2 separate regions of the Sus scrofa genome follow, and region 2 is linked to region 1. A link is a contact called in public Hi-C data. All regions are on one chromosome and are shown on one strand. The core of a region is the stretch at or near the end of the contact, and the rest is flanking DNA. Distances in the headings are between cores, read along the strand shown.

Region 1 (6,127 bases), core at 1,787-4,286:
TGAAATTGTAAAGGCCTATCTCAAATTAGTGACAAACTACACACATACATAAAATATCTAGAAATAAACTTAAAGTCAATATGTGACATATATAAGAAAATATACATACAATAAAACCTAAATAAATTTAATGCACTTCCAAACAGGAGCCCAGCTGGGCTCTTTTGGAACTGGAAAGGAATTATGTTCAAGGTTAACATCTATAAATACCCAAAAATTTCTTGAGAAAGAATACATTGCTTAAGTAAGCAAATAAGATATATTATATAGCACAGCAAAGTAGAGACATTACTTTGTAATAACTTTAAATGGAGTATAATCTATAAAAATATCAAATCACTACACCTTAAACTAATACAATATTGTAAGTTAACTATAAATTCAATTTAAAAAATGCACTGTTTTTATAGTCAATTAAAACAGAATGCATTGCTCTACCAGATAATGAAGCTTACTATAAAATTAGAATAATCAAAATAATACAGAATCATAACAAAAACAGGCAAGTGAACTGTGAAACAAAAGTCTAGAAATAAATCTAGATATGTGTGGGAATTCAATATAAGATAAAGTGGGCTTTCTAGAGTTCCCGTAATGGCTCAGTGGTTAACGAATCTGACTAGGAACCATGAGGTTGCGGGTTCGATCCCTGGTCTCGCTCAGTGAGTTAAGGATCCGGCGTTGCCCTGAACTGTGGTGTAGACTGCAGACGCTGCTCGGATCTGGCGTTGCTGTGGCTCTGCCGTAGGCAGGTGGTTACAGCTCCGATTAGACCTCTAGCCCGGGAACCTCCACATGCCGAGGGTGCGGCCCTAGAAAAGACAGAAAGACAAAAAAAAAAAAAAAAAAAAAGATATAGTGGGCTTTTTAATTTAGTGGGAAAGGAAGTCTTCTTCAATAAATGGTTTGGGCATAACTGAGTAAATAGCTAAAGGAAAATCCACCTAAAGCTATATAAAAACTTAATTCCACATGGGCCAAAGATCTAAATTTTCAAGAAACATATTAGAATGCCTTCATGATATAGTTCCTCAAAAGAAATTTAAGGTGGAGTAGAATTTATAAAAACTAATTGAGTTTACACTGCAAAATATTTTGGTGCCTTTTGTTCCAGAAGAGTAGTTTTATAGTGTAGGTAGACTAAGAACTACCAGGAAATGGTTCACCATTAATTTAAATATGGTTCCTTTTTTTTTTTATTATTCCCCTGACTCTTCATCTATAAATTTCCTTTTTTTATTTAAGAACTGATTGAGGGAGTTCCCACTGTGGCTCATCCAGTTAAGAACCCAACTAGTATCCATGAGGATGTGGTTTGATCCCTGGCCTCACTCAATGGGTTAAAGATCTGGCTGGCATTGCTGCAAGCTGCAGCGTAGGTGGTAGATGTGGCTCAATTGCGGTTGTGGCATAGGCAACTGAGTTGCTGTGATTGTGGCATAGGCCAACAGCTGCAGCTCCAAATGACCTGTAGCCCAGGAACTTGCAAATGCTGCAGGTGCAGCCCTAAAAAAAAAAAAATAAAAAAAAAGAAAGAAAGAAAGAAAAGAACTGATTGAGGGTTCAACTACTTAATGTTTTAATCTAGTTTCTAAACTATAATTCTGATCAAAGTCCTATTTACATGAAACTTTCTAGGAATACATTAGGAAAATTATACCGACATCATTTAAATCCAACTTGACTTTTCATTTATTAGTAATAAAACATCCACATCAAAGGAGTACTCAAAGTCAAGTACTTACAAATAGTGCCTTCTCTCTCATTTTAACATTTAAGAATAAAATAAGAAACTACAGAAAAATCTGTTAAGTTCAAAAACACAGGCATTTCCTCTCACCAAGTCATGATTGCAACATTAGTACACATTCCATACCTCAACATCTTTCCTTTCCAAACCAAAAATGATGTTTTCATAGTTTAAGTCATTTTTTTACATCACTCCTATTTAAAGCATACATCATTTATTAAATGGAAATCTGTATTATGTGTACATACATACACACACAATATTAATTACACGGAATACTATCGATCCCATAAAAATTTGTTAGACAAGTCTAATAACATAGTGATATAAAAGAAACTTTTCCCTAGAAATCACTTACCGTGTACCATCACACACACAAAATTTTTTTTTAATTCAATGGGAAAAGCTGGTGTAACGCAATGTACTTTGCTGTAATAGAATAAACAGCACAACTTGTGCTCAGGTAAACAGTACAGTTTATGATTCTGCTAACCGACTTCCAAGGTTTGCAGCCCTGTTCACTAAGTGTGACTCAGAGATTGCCGGTGCCATGGCAACTCTCAGGTGTAGCAACAGGCAGCCAAGAGAACAGCCATGACATCAGACACTCTTGACAACAAAACAAGAGGCGCAGGTGAGGGACGAGATTTCCAGCCAGACTCAGGGGATGAGGGGTGTAGCCCGAGGAAGGAAAAGGTGGGCAAATTCTAGGAATCCAGGGAAGGGAGATGGGAACATTAATTACATTAGATCGTCCCGCCCCGCCCCGCCCCGCCCACTCCCCAACAGTCTACACTTGTCTGGGAAGAGCAAAAGATCCAGGCAGGACAGAGATGAACAGCGAAGAGGATGGAAATGAGCAAATAGGGTAGAAGGGATATGGTCCCCAGCCGGGGTCCTCTCAGCGCCTGCCGAAGAGAGCAAGAGGAGGGAGTGAGGGCAGCACTCACCAGGGTCGTTCCAGCCCCGGGTAGGGCCCGCGATCAGCAGAAGCAAAAGGAGACCGAAGAAAGGGCAGCATCTGGTCGCTTTCGGCCCGCCGGCCGCCGCCATGGCGCTTGGTGAAGATGGCGCGCAGCTGCGGGGTGCTCGCGGGCCAGAACACCAGGCTGCGGAAATCCGCGAGGCCCTACGCAACGAAACTGCAGCTCGGGCCGCGGAGAGAAGACGATCTCTCCGTAGACCCGCAGCCTCAAGGAAGGTCGGTGCGCCTGTCTAACGTCACTGCCGCTGAGGCGCGTGGGGGAACAGGAATGGTCGAAGCTTGGCCCCGCCCCAGGGGCTCAGAGCCGCTGAGGGCGGTGGTGGGGGCAGGGTGGTGGTGGGGGCGGGGCGGGCCGCGTTAAGGGCGGAGCCAAGGGCGAGAAGCAGGGCCTGGGGGCGGGGCCGCGGGCCGGCCTCCTGCGGATTCACGGTGAAGGTGCTGTGGTTGAAGAGAGTGAAACCATCGCAAAGCAAAAGCTAATGTAGTTAAGTGATGTATTTACAAAACCTCAATAACCTTCCAGAGGAAAGTTACTGTGCCTTAATCAACTTTATGGCTTCAGCACTTAGCATAATTCGTGTTCTATTAGTTTGCTAAATACATAGGAGATTTAAAGAGAGAGAGCGTGGAAATATATTGTCTAGTTTCAGAAGCTCAGAACTTTTATACATTTCCTCCAACGTGGAGGCAGTGGGAATTTACAAGATATGAGGAGTAAAAACTAACACCTAAAGAAAGAACCAGCCAGACAAAACTGTTCTAAGAATGCGTAAGAATTATCTTTGAGGTCTGACATGTCTGGGGGAGAATTCCTTCATTCATTACTTCAACAAATACAGGATGAATGCCTAGTATGTGTCAGGTGCTATTTTAGGCTGGAGGCGACACCATCCTTGAACTCATGGAGCTTACATTGAGGAGAAATAGGACAAACAAATTACATACTAAGTTAGTAAATGAAGATGAAGTGATAAGTGCACTGATGGAAATAAAATAAGATGATACAAAGAGACTGGGAGACAATCAGGGAGGACCTTGCTGAGGAAGTGATTTTGAAGCTTTGAGACCTGAATGATGGGAGAATATACAGATCAGGGGAAGAGGTTTCTCCACCTGAGGAACAGTGGATGCAAAAGCCCTAGCTTTGTGTTTTGAGGAACACCGTTCACTAATTTGATGAGTATCTTAATATATTTAGTACCTACCACTACCTAACAGTACCTGCAGGCACTGTTCTAGGCACTGGAGATTCTGCAATGAATGAAACAAAATGTAGTGGTTGGAAGAGGCAAACAAAGCCAGTACAACTGAGGCAAAGTAAACTTGGAGAAACGTGGAACAAGAGAAGGCGTAACAGTGGTGGCTTGGAGTGGGACTGAAATAAAGATAACCACATGTCAGGTTCAAGGTAACTGTCAAGACCCAAGCAGATGTCAAATAGACACTTGGATATACAAGTCTGGACTTCAAGGTAAGGTAAACTATGCAGTTGTTATCAAAATAAAAATAGTATTTAGTGCTACAGGAAGAGATACAATACATAGGATCCGGCATTGCTGCAGCTGAGGCATAAGCATAGGTCACAATTGCAGCTTGGATTCAATCTCCGGCCCAGGAACTTCTGTATGCCATGGGTGCGGCTGGTGCGTGGGGGGGGGGGGGGGGGGATTACAGCTTTACAAAACTGTGGAGAGTATTAAATCAGATAAATGTTTATAGCAGCTGCTCAATAAACAATAGCTCTCTTCCTCTCACCCTCATCCTATCTTTGCAAATTGAGGTGGGAAGATAAGCCATCTGAAAGAAAAGTTTTGAAACTTTGAAAGGTAACACTGATTAACTATTATATAAGAATATTTAGAGAACATTCAAAGGATGTAACATTAATGCTTAGATTCACTTGGAAAACTAATGAAGAAAAATTCCTGACATTCTTTCTCAGACACTTACTATCAAGCTTTAATATGCATAGGACTCCTTTGGGATGCTGGCTACAGCTCCGATTAGACCCCTAGCCCAGGAACCTCCATATGCTGAGGGAGCGGCCCTAGAAAAGGCAAAGACAAAAAATCAAAAAAACTTGAGATTCCTGTGCTCTGCCCACAAAAGTTCTGATTCAGAGGTCTGGAGTGGGAGTTCCCATTGTGGTGCAGTGGAAACAAATCTGACTAGGAACCATAATGGCTGCAGGTTCAATCCCTGGCCTCGCTCAGTGGGTTAAGGATCTGGTGTTGCCATGAGCTGTAGTATAGTTCGAAGTTGTGGCTCGGATCCCATGTTGCTGTGGCTGTGGCGTAGGCTGGCAGCTACAGGTTCGATTATACCCCTAGCTTGGGAAACTCCACATGCCTCGGATGCAGCCCTAAAAAGCAAAATAAATAAATAAATAAAAGGTCTGGAGTAAGACCCAGGAATTTGCATTTTGAGGAAGCATCCAAAGACTTCTGTTGTAGTTGGTCTTTGAAATATAACATTTAGAAATATTGTTTTTAAGGTCTCAACTGACTCTAGACAACATTTGTAGGCCAAAAAGTAGTCCTTAAGGCAGTGAGTGTTTTGTTTTGTTTTGCTTTTTGCTAAAACACTGTGGATCTAGTGGAAAAAGTCAAAAGAGCATCATCACTTAGAATTTCTTCATGATTAGGAATGCAAAAAAATATAGACCCCCCCATAACCTGAAGATCAATCCCAGTTGCCCATTAATATCATCAAGGACAAGTGTCTGTAATACCCATTTGTCTTCACAAGAGGAAATTAGGGGACTACCACTTTACTCAGCCACTAGGGCTTCCTAAAATGCAATCTTCCTCCCCACCCCCCAGCCAAGCTATGAGCCTATGAGATGAAATCCTATCACCCCATCACCACCCTCACAGATCAGCTACCTAGACTGTGTTCCTTCAACCATCCCTGCTTTCAAGGACACAATACCATGGAGCAAAACAAAAGGTATTAGTGGTGACAATTTGGGATGGAATTATGTACTTCAGGAATTCTACCTACTCCTTTCAAGATGGTTGGGGAGGAGAATGCATATGCCTGCTTCAATAGTTAGGGAAGGAGCTGGTGGTTCCCAGACCCTCTAAACAGAGCATTTCCATAGCATATGCTCAAGAGTGCCTTGTGTTTTGCTAGCACATCCTTAAATGGAAACTCTTCATGTTTCAAAAGACAGCCAAACTTTTTTGCAGTAACTCGAGTAGAAAAACAATTCTCCTCCACAAGGAGCAGAAGCCACTTGTTTTTTTTAAAATTCTAATTTTGGAAGTTTCCTGGAGGGAAGAAGGTTGGACAACACCTTTAGCTTCCCAGAGCTCTCATTTTAAAGCATGCAGTTAAAATCTCGAACCATTCACTCCCAAAGTCTTATACACCAGTTAATCTTAGTCTGA
Region 2 (6,127 bases), core at 931-3,430, 1.5 Mb before region 1:
TAAAAATAAATAAGTAAATAAACTGGTTTTAGATCAAGATGCTAAAACTCATACTTAGCAGCTATTCAGTTATGACCACTGTGAAAAGAAAAGGCTTCATTCAATTAAGTTCTTCACCTCAGTAAGTTCTGTAAAATATATAAACACTAACATAAAAACAATTCTTAAAACCAGTTTGCCCGAATCTTAAGATTTCAGAAATAAGAAATTATTCATCTCTCACCATCCCCAACACTGCTTTTAAAAAAAGAGACAAAACCAGAAAGTAATTGCTGAATAAAAGGCAATGTTTAAACAAAAACAAACCCAAAGAGTCATTACCGCACTAATTCTGGACCAAATTCTTCATATTTACTTATCTAACATTAAACCATTAATAACAATCCCATCATCCACAACACAGTTCTCAACAGTTGGCTCTCCAACCAACTGGGACTCAACACTTAAAAAAATTTTAAGAGGAAAAAAATTTTAAGAGGGCCAATAATGCTTTATTACAAGTATCTATGATCAGTTGCTCACAGAATACACAACTTGATAAACCATCATGTAGTACATAACACTGTATTTTAAAAAGGTTAAGATTACTTGAGAAATACTTAAAATGATTAACCTAAGGGAAGAGGAAAAAACACATTACACACTACAAAATATTTCAGACATTGATTCTAAAGGGAAAAGGGAGTTACAAAAGCAGATTTTCATTTGCGAACAAAACTAACCTGGGTTAAAGAATAGAAATATTACTGTTATTTATTTGATAATTTCTGGACAAGCTTGCAATTATTTTCAAACAAAATTATTAGAGTCTAAGTCCAACATCTTGCTTCCACCTGTCCTTGATGTGAAAATCCAAGGTTTTGTTTGTTTGTTTTTTACTGGAGTATAGTTGATTTACAACGCCAAGGACTTCTCTCAATAAGATCAGTCACAAATACCAAACAAATAGCTCAAATGAACTTGTCTCTCCAGAAACAAACACAGAATCCCATAAAAAGGAGTGGGTTTCTGCAGGACATCATAAATTACTGTCCTTCTCCCCTGCACAACTAACTGAACACCTCAAAAAGTATCACTTAACAAAGTCACCAAGATATGGATAAGAATGATACAGACCTCTTAAAAAATAATAACAAAAAATTTTTTCCATAACTCTATCTCATGTTTCTTGCACTTATAAATAACTGTAACTAAAATGTAGCTATGCGCACTATAACAGCAATAAAAATTGATACAATAAAAGGTAACTTTTAAGTTGTGGAAAATAAACCTGCTTTTCCAATATATGGTAAGATTCGATCTGCATGCTCTTACATATCCTAAGAAAAGCGTTAACCATAAATTTAACTATGGACGCAGGTGCACAGCAGGAAAAAGGTATATCAAAACCCCACCTGTATATCTGTTTTCAACCATTTGGAATCAAGTCGAGCCTGGGCAGCCAAACAGAAAGAATCAGAAGGCATCTTTCTCCTGGTTTCCTCCCAGCTGTAAAACCTGAAAGTAAAAACAGAAATGTTGAAGCCATAAACCTTTTCAAAATTTTACAAAGACCCTCCCGCAAGGTTTAATGCCGCAAAAAAAAAAAAAAAAAAAAAAAAAAAAAGCGAGAAAGAACAGAAAGGAGGGAGGGGAAAAGCGCTGGGGGAGGGGAGTGAGAGAAAAGAGGAAAAGAGAAAGATGGAGCGAGAAAGGAAAAAGCCTACTTCCACTCCAAGTAAGAGACCTTGAGAATGGACGGTCACAGAAACCAAATCACAATGTCATCCATCCCCTTCCCTTAAATCCAAAAGGTAAACACGCTAACAGACTGCAGGAAGCCCACATCTCAACAACAAATGACACTAGCATGCATCTGCCGCTTTACCTCTGACCAGCGACTGGTGAGTGAAATAAATTAATCAAACTTCACGTCTGCAGAAAAATCCAAAACAATAATCACTTGGAAATGAGAAGGCAGCCAAGACCCGCGCCGCCGGCGGTCCGCGCAGGCCAAGGTCCGGCGGCTGCGCCAACGCCCGCCGTGCACCGGCTCGGCCTGGCCCGGGCCCGCACCGCCCCAGCGGCCGGCCGCCCTCGCCGCCCCGCGGGGACGAAGACCTGACGGCAGAGGCCCGGCCGCCTGGCTCCGGCGAGCGTAGACACAGCCTCAGCAGCCAGCGGTCGCGATCCCGGCGCCTCCCGCGGCCCAAGGGGCGGGCGGACGGGAGGTGCCTCCCCCCGCTACCCAGCCAATGGCATGGAGGTGTCTCCGAGGGTCCGGCCAATGAGGAGGATAAGCCTGCTCGCCCCGCCTCCGGACTCTTCAGCTTCCTCCAATCCGACCCGTCTTCCTCCTCGGGCTCATCCCTTGCGGTCAGGGCCAACCGCAAACGCCCGGAGGCGGGATTTCCGCTGCCCACACGCACGCACGAACAAGCTTCTGCCGGGTCTTCGCACTGCGCTCTCAAAAAGCCAGGCTGCCGGTTGGTGGTCTCAATGCTGGAGGAGGTCCAGGTTTTTGCGGGCGCAGTTCTTGGAGGTGAGGCTGTCTGGGCTCTGCAAGAGCCTCCTCCAGTCTGTCCCGCTGAATGCAACCGGAGCACCTGGTAGCCGGAAACTCGGAGAAGGCAATGAAAGCTTTTAGTTCCAGTGAACGAGTAGCCAGAAAACAATTCTTAAGAAATTTAAAACAAAGTCTTACAGGGTATGTTCTCTGATCGTAATAGAGTTAACTCAAATCAATGAGACACAGGACAATCCCAAAACACTTGGAAGTATAACAATACAGTTCTAGATAATCAATAATCTGAAAGGAAAGGAACTATTTTTAATTGAACAAAAATTAAAATAATACATCAGAATTACAAGAGCACAACTAAAGTACTGATTAAAATGAGACTAACTGCTTATCTTAGAAAATAAGAAAGGCCCCAAATGAACAATGTAAGAAAATAGGAAAAGAAAAGCAACACACACCCAAAATAAGAAGAGGGCAGAAATAGTAAAGGAGCGGAAATAAATGAAATTGAAAACAAAAAAATATAGAGAAAAATCAATGAAACTAAAAGCAATCCTTTGCAAAGATTGTATGATAAGACATACAAGCTACAAAGAACAGGAAATGCAGCTGAGTTACCACTAAAGACTGGAAGGACAGTGAGGATATACAAATTGCTCCCACCATCCAAAACAGAATTCCTATGAAAATTTTGGGAGTGAAAACTATGTAAAGCAAAGAAGTATTTGCCTTAGGACACATCTTGCTAAGGGATGCACAAAATAAATCAAGGTAAAGCTCAGATGCAGACACCAGCATCTCTGGTGGTTAGATGCTGAGATGCTGAGTGTAATTAGTTCCCAGGGAAAGTGCTTGGCAGTGCCACTTGCTGCCTGGGGTATAGGCTACCTCTAGAACAGCTCACTGCAAAATAAACATTGAACACTATTTTCACTTTTTGCCTTTTTTCATGGAAGCAAAAAGTTCCCTTTGCATTTCTTTGGTTATTGAAAACAGTAATGTAGATCTCTTCGTGAAAGCAAAGTGACATAAAGTGAACTTCTGAAAAAAAAGCATGGGGATACCTGTACCAGAAACAATTCTATACATACACATTTGACAATTTGTATTAAAAAGACTAATTCCATGGAAGTTGTACACTACCAAAACTCACTCAAAATGAAATAGATAACTTGAACAGAACTATACCTATTAAATTATGGATTTCCTGTGGCCTAGCAATTTAAAAGGATCCACTGCTGTCACTCCTGTAGCTCAGGTCATTGCCATGGCACAGATTCAGTCCCTGGCCCGGGATCTTCCACATGCTTTGGATATGGCCAAAAATAAAAAAGAAATTCAGTTTACAGTTTAAATCTTCCAAAAAAGAAACCTCCAGGCCCAGATTGTTTGATTGGTTGCTTTTGCTTTTACCAAATAAATAATAAAGAAGTAGCACCAATTCTATACAAACTCTTCCAGAAAATTGAAAAGGACTGAACATTTTCATTCTATAAGCCCAGGATTACCATGAAAAACCAGGAAAACCAGGAAAAAAAAAAAAAAACTATGAAAAAACTGAAGATCAATATCCCTCATAAACAAACACAAAAATTGTGGCCAACTTACAGCAAGTTGATTCTATCAACATACAGAAAGAATAATACAGCATAACCAAGTGGAGTTTATCCCAAGAATTTGATTGATTTAACGTTCAAAGCTAAGTGTAATTCACCATGAGATCATCTCAACAGATTTTAAAAAACAGGTTTTGATAAAGTTCAATCTCGTTATAAAAACTCTCAGCAAACTGCCAGGAGAAGAGGGCTCCTCAACCTGATAATGCACATTTATGAAAACCTACATGCAAGCCAAAACAAAAGCCAAAAGAACAAGGTTGGAAAGGATAGGAAAACTTACTCCAAAACTACAGTAAACAAAACAGTATGATACTTCCAAAAAGATAAATGTATAAATCAATGAAATAGAATACAGAACCCAGAACAAACATTCACATGTCTGGTCCAATTGATCTCCAACAAAACCATTCAATCATGAAAGGACAGACTTCAATAAATGGTTCTGGGAAAACTGGATATCCACATGCAAAAGAATGAAGTTGGGCCCTTACCTTATACCATATATAAAAATTAACTCAAATTTGATCAAACCTGAAAGTAAGAACTAAGAGTATATTAACTCTTAGAAGAACATATAGGGGGAAAGCTTCATGACATTGGATTTAGCAATGATTTCCTAGATATGACAAAAAAGCACAAGAAACAAAAATAAATAAGTTGAATAAAATAGCTCTGTATATTCCTAATCTTATTTAGGTTCCTACTTCTTATCTATTTCCCCCACCTCTACTTCTAAACCCAGACAATCTTCAGCAACATCTTCAATTTATTTATTTTTTTGGCCACACCCATGGCATGCAGAAGTTTCCAGGCCAGTGATTGAACCTGTGTCACAACAGCAACCCAAGCCATAGCACTGACAACCCTGGACCCTTAACCCACTAGGCCACCAGGGAACTCCCAATTTATTTTTTAATATCATCTTCATGTTACTATTCAATGAAAGCTCTGTTGTCCCCTGTGGAAAACAATGTCTTTTTTATTCTCCCACATCTGAACATCTTAGGGTGTGAAGTGCCGCCTGCTACTTTTAAAACCATTATCCTCCTGCTTCACTTAACAAAACGACAAAAACACCAAACTTCTTTGAAACATTTTCTACCAGACTAGACCACTTTCTGCTCCTGACTGCAGTCATCCACACTGCTTTTCATCACTTCTCATGTTCACTGATGGTTTAAGCACTCAGCTCATGACCTTTTTCCCACTGCTACCAATGGACCCATTCTCACAGGCTTTCCTAGCACAAGAGTCACCTACCCAGAGGACACAAGACTTTAGAGTAGTTGCCTATACTCAGATGAGATATCTTGGGTGCAATAAACAAAGAACACACAGCTTCGGTGACCTGGGAGTAGTTTCTAGAAAACTGGGATTTATCAAGCAGGGAGACAAGGTCCTGTGCCTTAGAAGGTATACATACTCTATTCTTAAAGACCTGGGGAAAAAAATAGCAAACGAGGCCAATTCTTGGTGTTGTGGGAGTAGTTACTTACAGTCTGAACTTAGAAACCAGGATCAAGCGGAGGAGATGTGGTCTTGGTAACCCTGAGATTATGCGCCCATATTCAGAACATAGAGATCTGGGATCTATCCAGAAAAAGAGATAAGGTAGATACTCTGAGTGTAGTTGCCATACTCAGAGAGGTTACCTGGAATGCAATAAGGTGAGGAGGCGACATGATGTCCTCACAGCAGCTGACCCGAGATCAAATAAGAAGAAAATACAAAGTGCCCTGAAAGTGGATTCTTTCACTCAAATCCTAGAAATTTGAGATTCAACATGCCCATTTTTAAAAGTTTTTATGTTTGGGGAGTAGTGGATCATGCTTAGAAACTAGAGGCTTGTTTGTTTGTTTGTTTGTTTGGTTTTGCTTTCTAGGGTTGCACCTGGAATATGCAAGTTCCTAAGCTAGTGGTCAAATCAGAGCTATAACCTCTGGCCTACACCACAGCCACAGCAATGCAGAATCCACGCTGCATCTGTGATCTACACCACGGCTCATAG

What was found. Hi-C and Micro-C count contacts between places; a contact is called where the count stands out from the background.
Region 2: a contact with region 1 is called in a Hi-C map of liver, with 7 times the contacts expected there. The contact joins the promoter of HERC2 here to the promoter of SARAF in region 1. A contact is called at or near these places in 1 of 5 promoter capture datasets (liver) and 1 of 47 Hi-C or Micro-C datasets (liver).

The regions. Positions count from the first base shown.
Region 1 is chr15:54,930,899-54,937,025 of Sscrofa11.1, reverse strand. It overlaps SARAF (store-operated calcium entry-associated regulatory factor), which reads right to left and starts at 3,036. Exons shown (of 6, transcript XM_001924775.4): 1 at 2,701-3,036. The coding sequence starts at 2,803.
Region 2 is chr15:56,434,170-56,440,296 of Sscrofa11.1, reverse strand. It overlaps HERC2 (E3 ubiquitin-protein ligase HERC2), which reads right to left and starts at 2,180. Exons shown (of 93, transcript XM_021075345.1): 1 at 1,868-2,180; 2 at 1,395-1,497. The coding sequence starts at 1,466.